Regions from separate parts of the Mus musculus genome. Here region 2 is linked to region 1. The links are chromatin contacts, called in public Hi-C maps. All regions are on one chromosome and are shown on one strand. Each heading gives the region's core, a stretch centred on a gene start, on an enhancer-like site or on the middle of the called end of the contact. The rest is flanking DNA. Distances are from core to core; before and after follow the strand shown. Region 1 overlaps Dpcd (deleted in primary ciliary dyskinesia). Region 2 has its middle 20 kb from the start of Fbxw4.

Evidence for each region. A called contact is a pair of places that touch in the nucleus more often than the background predicts.
Region 2: a contact with region 1 is called in a Hi-C map of the G1E-ER4 cell line, with 6 times the contacts expected there. The contact joins two enhancer-like sites. A contact is called at or near these places in 3 of 39 promoter capture datasets (cranial neural crest, embryonic stem cells and liver), 4 of 15 datasets of contacts at CTCF or cohesin (CD8 T cells, the G1E-ER4 cell line, large pre-B cells and 1 more), 67 of 484 Hi-C or Micro-C datasets (B cells, the Ba/F3 cell line, CD4 T cells and 38 more), 15 of 115 datasets of contacts at active chromatin or transcription factors (acute myeloid leukemia, bone marrow-derived macrophages, craniofacial prominence and 7 more) and 4 of 9 other capture datasets (adipose tissue, embryonic stem cells, liver and 1 more).

The regions. Positions count from the first base shown.
Region 1 is chr19:45,572,970-45,576,912 of GRCm38.p6, reverse strand. The region is part of intron 4 of Dpcd (deleted in primary ciliary dyskinesia); the gene reads right to left. Among named protein-coding and RNA genes, the nearest start is that of Dpcd, 14 kb to the right of the region's middle. Within about 2 kb of position 1,797, at least 118 of the 459 cell types and tissues checked have an H3K27ac peak or open chromatin away from gene starts, as enhancers often do. A contact at or near this core is called in the G1E-ER4 cell line, where this site is marked.
Region 2 is chr19:45,677,855-45,682,123 of GRCm38.p6, reverse strand. No RefSeq gene overlaps it. Among named protein-coding and RNA genes, the nearest start is that of Fbxw4, 20 kb to the right of the region's middle. Within about 2 kb of position 1,438, at least 3 of the 459 cell types and tissues checked have an H3K27ac peak or open chromatin away from gene starts, as enhancers often do. A contact at or near this core is called in the G1E-ER4 cell line, where this site is marked.

The DNA.
Region 1 (3,943 bases), core at 548-3,047:
CCCCATTTTCTGTAAAGCTCGAGAGGAAACAGGGAGAGCCTGCAGAAAGGCCTGGTTGAGTCTGAGGTTCTAAAAGAACGGTAGTGGCCTCAGAGCCAACGGTGAGCAGAACCAGGGGCAGAGGGGCTCCCCATGCAGGGCGGGAACTCCCAACTACACAAAGAGCACCCCAAGCCTCAGGGGGCCTTCTCAGAGGGAAAGCACAGCACACAGAGCCATCTATCTCCCCAGGGAGACGAGCTATGACGCTAAAGGACCCTGGATCCCAGACCTGGACCCTTTTCCTGCCCTCAGTACTCCAGCCTTCCATTTTCACATAGAGTAAAACCCAAACCAACCAAGCACAGATCCCAGGCTTCCCTGGAGGAAATGCAGCAGAGTGGGGTGAGGCGCTGCTGCTGCTGCCCTGGTCAGTTGTCAGTGCTGTAGGAGTTAGGGTGAGGTGGGGATGGGGGAGGCTGGGGGGAGGTCGGAGATTTCCCCACACACTTATTAGACCAGAGCCTAAGGAAAGGCCCTTCCTCTCAAACAGTCTCATTTGGCAGTCTCCTTGGTGGCTGTGTGGGCTGGGCACTGGCCAGGGGCTGCCGGAGCCTTCACTTGGACAAGGGGTCCCTTTTTTGCAGAGGGAGAGGCTGTGTGGGCCAAGGAGGGAAATGCCTTAGGCAGGTACAACATGCTTAAGAGCTGGGCCCAGAGAGAATGGCTTTCAATACTTCAGAGGGTCCTGGCCCTTGTGGTGACAGCTACACTGAGTCCACTTCAAAAGCCCTGATGCCCCAGGGACTCAGAGAGTTGACATCAATGCAGCACTTCTGGCCTGTCCTCCCTGCCCAAATCCCTCAGTTCAGAAGAGGCTTGGGGGGGGGGGTCTCTTCCCAGGTTCCCCTCTCCCCACAAGTGCTGGGACCCAACGCAGGAAAAGAATGTTTACTTAAAGACTGACAGTTCAAAAGGAGTGGGGGCGGGGGACCCTAATGGTACCGCAAGTTTCTTTCCTTTCCAAAGCTCTGCCCCAGGGAAAGGCGATCCATCTGCCTGCAACAGGGTGGAATGCCTGCTTCATCCTCTTCCTAGCCAACAGGCTGAGCGAGGGCTTTTCCTGGGGCCCTGGTCTGGCCAGCAAAGGTGGCAGACGCTGATAATAGCAGAGGGTCAAAGGTTAAACAGCAGAGATTAGGTGAACACAAAGGCCGGGTAGGAAGTGTTAACATCTTCCTGGCAAATATACACAGAAAGCAGAACCAACAGAGAAGCGCCTTCCACACCCACTCCCAGGAGGGGCCAATGAAGGAGAAGCAGCCCAAGGTTTGTCCCCATCCCAGGCAACCTCAGGATCCCGGGGACGTCGACCCCTTCCTTAACCTACCCCTGCCACGAGTCTGGGAAGCGGAGGCAGCCAGTGCCAGCAGCGCAAACACTGGGTGAGGTTCAACAACTCCTTAAAGTGCAGTACCTTCCGGGTTCCCCCATGCACAGCCACCCCACCTCACCTACTCAGGGTTTGCTGCAACAATAACTGAACTTGAACTGTCCCCAGGGCCTGGATGAGAGGAACCCACCGTGCTTCTGACACAGTCAGAGTGCCTTCTCGGCCTGCTTTGCTTGTATTCCCTGTGACCCCCTCACCGGTCCCTTCCCTTTGCAGGCTCAGTGAACATCCCTGAGGGAGGGCTGAGGCAAGAGCGGGGCTGCTGAGGAAAGGTCCATGCGCGCTGCCCCACGCTCCTCCAGCCTGCACAAGGGCTTGGCGGGTAACCAAAGAGGGCTTCAGCCCGAGAGCTGCTGCAGCCCTACTTCCTGTCCCGGGCACATGGCAGCCCTACTTCCTGCCACTCCCAGAGTCATAATGTACAGGCCCACACTCAAGTGAGTCTGGCGGTGTGCAAGTTATCTGACCACCGAGTCCTGGCTTCTAGGGCTGTCACAGCATCATCACCATACAGTGAGTGCAGTTAGCCAGGCTTTCTTCAGATCCCATGCTTTGGCACCTTGACCACAGGACAGGGAGCACGCAGGTATCTGATATTGTCAAATTCCTCAAACAATCGTTGAGGTAGTATAAGCACCGTTCTCCTACGTGAGAAGCTGGCCTAAATACCACAGTCACATGGCAGAGGCTAGATTTAAGCCAGCATCTTCCTAGTCCAGCACACTCCATCTTTCCCCTTAACAGCTGCCAGCTTCCAGGCTGAGGTCTTATCGGGACCAGATGTACCACACCAGAATCATGTAGAAACAGTTCCTTCCTTCCCCAGCCCATCCTAGCAATACTGAGGCGGAGGACCACCACAGGACCCTGAAATCACTTCTTTAAACAAGTGGCTAACCACATTCTCCAGGGGCCAGGCAGATACCAGCAAGGCAGCTGCAGCTTTGGCTGGGAACTGCATGCTGGAATACTAAAATGAGGGCACAGCGCCAGGGGAAGGAAAGTGCCATGGTGGGGTGTGTTACAGATGCCCAGGTGCTCAGCAAGGAGGCCACATTCTTCTCTGCACAGGTCATGTGGTGCCGACTTCTTACATGCCTTTCTACATCTATTCATACACTGCATGTCTGCTGTGGATGATATGATGACCAGGAAAGAGATTTTTAAAGTATTCTGAAAAAAAATTAGACCCTGCACATATAAAAACACTATTGTGCTTTGTTGAAAGCATAGGTCACATCTGGCCGCCTCTCTAGCTTCCTATCTGATGGACCTGCAGGGGGCAGGGCTGAGCCTGGTTAGGGCTCAGAAACTCAGTCTCAAAGTGAGCACTAAAATACCATTCCCCTTTGTGGGAAGCCCACCCCTCCAGGATAGCACTCCCATCCTACCTTGCCTCCACCAGCATCTCTGCAATGTCCCCAGTCCCCGCCACTGGGTGCCACTGGGTGCTGGAATGCCCCACTAGCTACAGAGCCCCTGGCCAACAGCGCCACCTACGGTATATACGGTATATGTGTGCAGGAGATGGGGCCCAGAGGATCTGCTCACAGATGAATTTTTTTGGTGAGCTAGCTAGCCTTTCTTGTAGCACTCGCTTGTAATCACATTTCTGTCTGATATCTGTATTCGACAGTGACCTCTGGGGGATGAAAAGGAGGCAGCAGCCAGCTCCACAAAGTGCTAAGCCGCAGATTCAAGTGCTATCAGAAGCACTTTTGTTCCCAGTTTGGACCCAGGGCCTCTCCCGCCAGGGAATGCTTGCTGAAGCATGGAGTTTGTTTTCCTACAGGCAATTTCTCTGTTGTCTGAAATTGCTAAATTCCACTTTAGGCACTGACTCCTGTTAATGATGAGAACAATAACGGGAATAAACGGCCTTTTATCTTAGGACTTCAGCGCACTTTATAAACGTAAACCCTTATTATTATGACTCTGTATTTATAGACAAGGTCCACTACAGGGGCTGCTGGCTGCGTGTACAGCAATAATCCTGAAATTAATTCATTCATCTCTCCCTTTCCCTTGTCCCTTTAACCCTGCCAAAATGACAGGGTGTGGGGTGCTAAGAGGAGGACAGGACTCAGGGCTGCGCTGGAGGTGGGTGGAGGTTCCCCACCACCACACTCCCCACTTCCCTGTAGGCAGGCCTCTTAGGGGAACGGAGACTGTACCTACCACACCACCTGAAGGAGAGTGTGGTAAATGATACAGTGGCCCATGGGGCTAGGCTCTGCACCCGAGCATCAAGCTGGCCAGTTTGGCAGCTTGTGGATAAGAAGATAAAACAGAAACAAAATGAAGCCCCAGGGTGGAGGTGGCCACACCCTCTTTCTCGATCAGGCTGAAACAGATTCATTGCCAGGCTCTTCCACTGTGATGAGCCAGAGCGGCAGAAACAAAATGTGATCCCACCCCGGCCATCTCCTCTCAAACCTGACCACCCACTGCCTTCACCCAGCAGACCACAGAGAGAATCTGAAACGCCATCGCAGAGATTTCGGAGAGCCC
Region 2 (4,269 bases), core at 189-2,688, 110 kb before region 1:
GCGAAGCATAACGGGATGTGTGCGTGAAAGCGTCATGGTGAAACTCCTGGAAACAAAGCTAAAACCTTAAAAACGTGAACATCTGTAGTCCTGGAATTCGGAGATGGAGGCAGGGGAAGCAGCTCAAGGTCGTCGTCAGCTGCACAGAGAGTTTGAGGCTAACCTGGGCTATGAGATACCACATCTCAGGAACAAACAAAAACAAGGGAAAGACAGTTTCTTCAGTGGTGTCCAGCTGGAAAGTGATCCATGACCCTGTAAATTATCCCTTACCATGTTCCTGTGATGTACCCAAATTAGAGTCATTCTGCCATACATGTATGCACATATACCCACACAGTACATTCACATACATATTCACACACACATTCATACACACACTTGTATATACAGATTCACTCATGCACACATTCACACTCATTCATGCACACATACCAACACACACTCACACATCCGCACACACATGTGTAAACACATTCACGAACATGTATGCACACATTCACACACAGACAGACACATACAATCACATACACATTCACACATATACACATTCACACACACATTCGCACACATTCACACACAGATACACACATACACATTCACACTCATGCATACACGCACATTCACATACACATGTACACATATATGCACATTCAGACACATTCACATACACACTCACATACTCATATTTACATACATACACGTTCTCACCCACACATACACACACTCACACACACACGACATAAAGCAGAAGGGAGACTAGCTGAGCAGAAGGAGGGGATGAGCGGAGTGGGAGGGAGAAAGGAGGGAAATGGTGAATGTGTTCTGAATGCATTTTCTACATGTCTGAAAATATCACAAAATCCATCATCTATCATTAATATATGCTAATACAGAACTTTAAAAATGCTTGGTAATAAACAAAGCCAAACCAAAATCTAAACAAACCAAGAAAAGTAAAATGCTTTGCACAGCAGAAGAAACTATCAGCAGAGGGGAGGTGAGGCAGCCTATGAGCTGGGAGAAAATATTTGAAAACCATACATCTGACAAGGGGCTAATCTCCAAAATATGTAAGGAACTCAAGTTTCTCAACAGTGGGGAAACAAATAGCCTGATTAAAACGCTGCAGAAGGAGCAGAATACACATTTCTCAAATCAGCCAGCAGGTCTATGAGATACGGAGAGCTAGAGAATTGCACATTAACCACAAAGAAGCACCAGCACACAACCTATAGGATGGCCATTATCAGAAAGACAAGGAACATGTGTGAATGTGTATATGTGTGAATGTGTGTGTGATTGTATGATTTTGGAACCCTTAAACACCTTTGGTAGGAGTGTAAACTTGCAAAAACAAAAATAGAACCACCAATATGATCTCAAAGCCAACTACTGGGCATATATCCAAAAGATAAGAAAACCAGCCTGTCTAGGAGATATCTGCCCCCCACGGTCAGTATTGCACTTATTCACAATAACCCAGATATGGAGTCAGCCTAAGAGTCCATAAGAGGATGACCAGATGAGACACTAGTCAGCTATTACAAGAAAAAAGTGGAAGTCCCATAGTCTCTGATGTAGATGTACCTGGGAGACACTATATTACCTGAAATAAGCCAGGGGCAATAAGTCTCACTTATGTGTGAAATCTCAAAGCACTGAACTAAAAAATAAACAGTGAAATAGTGGCTTTACCGGGGACACCGGGGCACTGCTGGTGAAATGTCATAAAATTTCAGTCAAATGGGATGAAGCCATGTGTATCATTATACACTCAGAGATCTCAAGAGAGTAAATTCCAAAAACTTTCACCACAAAAAGTACACGGAGTGGTGCGTATGTTAAATAGCTTGCAACATACACACATGTCACTATATTGTACATCATAATTATATAACAGTTTTACTTGTTAATGAAAATGAATGCATAGAAGCTAATATACAAAAGACTTCATTGAAGACTGTATTGGCTATTCTGAGTTGTCAAGGTGACTACATCTGGAATTACAAAAACCCAAGCGGCTGGGTATACTTGTGAGGGATTTTTCTTAATTAAGTCATTTGAAATAGGAAGACCCACCTTTAATCCAGATTTTTTTGAGGCCACAGCTTCTGGTGGCGGCCTTTATAAAGGACACAGAAGAAGAAAGTGTTTGCTCTTTGCCCTTTCGTGCCCCCTTCCTCTCACTGGCAAGTCCACTCGTTCACTGGCATGAGAGCCGACCTGACTCAGACATTTCTGGTTGTGTCTTGTGATGCGGACTCCTGTGATGGTTTGCTGAAGCAGACATGTGATGTCTGGAGAGAGTATAAGACAACAGTGACGGTAGGTACCCTTGTGTAGCTAGCTGTGCAACACCTTCGTTGGTCTCGTGTCTTTTCTGATCTTCACTTCACTTTGAGAGGCATGGCAGAGAACTACTCCTGGCATTCCTGCTGCTCTGGTTGCTCCCGTTGACTTGTACCTATTCGCCGGAGGCCTGGCTGTTTCTGCTGGATCATGCTACAATGCTGATTCGTGTTTGGTGGCACTTTTGAACTGAACTGCTAGTACCCTGACAACAAAGGCTGTAATTTCCCCAAAGGACTACTTCCACACAGGTCTACATCCTCACTGTCCCATTACCCATCTTTTCTCTTCTACCTTTGTACTGTGGGCTAGAAGGGGAGTCAAAGCATTTGAGAACCCTTACTAAAGTAGGTTGTGAAAAACCTAAGCCTATACCTACTTCTTCGGGATACTAGACTATACTGAAGACCATCTGAGACATCCAGCCTGGTGGACTGAACAACTACTAGATTTTTGGACTTTCCACTGGTAGACAGTTGTTGGACTAGCTGGACCACAGCCTGTAAGCCATTCTAGTAACCCCCTTTATACTTATACATAGGTTTAGTCTATCAGCTCAGTTCCTCTACAGAACTCTGACTGATACAAAGGCCATGGTGATTTTCATTTCGTTCAAATTATCCTATGTGTTTGTTTTTGAGACAGAATCTCTGTAGCCCAGGCTGGCCCTAAAACTCAAGGCAAACTCTCTCGGTTTCCTGGGTTCTGGATTGCAGGTGTAATTCTTTGTTTATTTAGAACAGGGTCCCATGTAGCTCAGTCTGGCCTTGTTCTTATGCAGCCAGGGAGGATTCTCAGTGTCTGACGCTCCTGCTTCTGCCTCCTCGGCGTTGACATGCCCAGCTTTATGGGCCACTGGGGATTGAACCCAGGACCTTAAGTGTGCTAAGCAAGCATTCGGCCACCTGAGTTACACCCTTGGCCCATCTGTTTGGTTTTTAAAGACATCATTGAAAAGTTGTTGTTAAGCTGGGCGTGGTGGCGCATGCCTTTAAGCCCAGCACTTGAGAGGCAGAGGCAGGCAGATTTCTGAATCCAAGGCCAGCCTGGTCTACAGAGTGAGTTCCAGGACAGCCAGGGCTATACAGAGAAACCCTGTCTCGAAAAACCAAAAAAAAAAAAAAAAAAAAAAGTTGTTGTTAGTATCCAGGTGTGGTGGCACATGCCTATGACCCCAGAACTTCAGCAACTCAGTCAATGACTTAAAGGTTGAAGCCAGTCTGGGCCATTTAAAGGAACCCTGACCCTAAACGATCTGGTGTTTTCAGTTATATAATATGGTCTTTTAGACAGCCTGGCTAGTCCAATGGATATAGCATGAGACTCTTATGTTTATTTCCTTGTAAAATATTATAGATAAAATGAAAGTCCATACATGGTCTCCCTTAATCCCATATGTTCCTATACATTATATGTTTATATCTAAAACTATTAATATTAAATAGTATGTATTTGGCACTGGGTGTTGAACATAGGGCCTAACCACGTTACTAAAGATTTCACCCCCATTTTTTGTGTGTGTGTGTGAGTGGGGCCTGGTGTTTTTTCAACTTCCTGTTTGAAAAACTGTTTCTCAACACTATTTCTTAAAGGTTTCCATGTCGTCCCCCCTGTTCTTGGTTTAAGTCCCATTTTTATTATCGCCTTCTTTGAAATCATTACATATTCCACAGACACCTCACCATTTATCAAATCCCCGCTGATAATTGTATGCAGTTTTTTGACTTTATAGGTAATGCCACATTGCTACATTTACACCTATGATTTATGTTTTTTACACTAATTTTAATAAAGCCTATTAACTTTCATAAAGAGAAATGTGCTTGAGATTGAATTCAGGGCTTCAATATTGATATCTATGCATTTTACTACTGAGCTACAACCCAACCCCGAGAAAGTGTGTGTGTATGTGTGTGT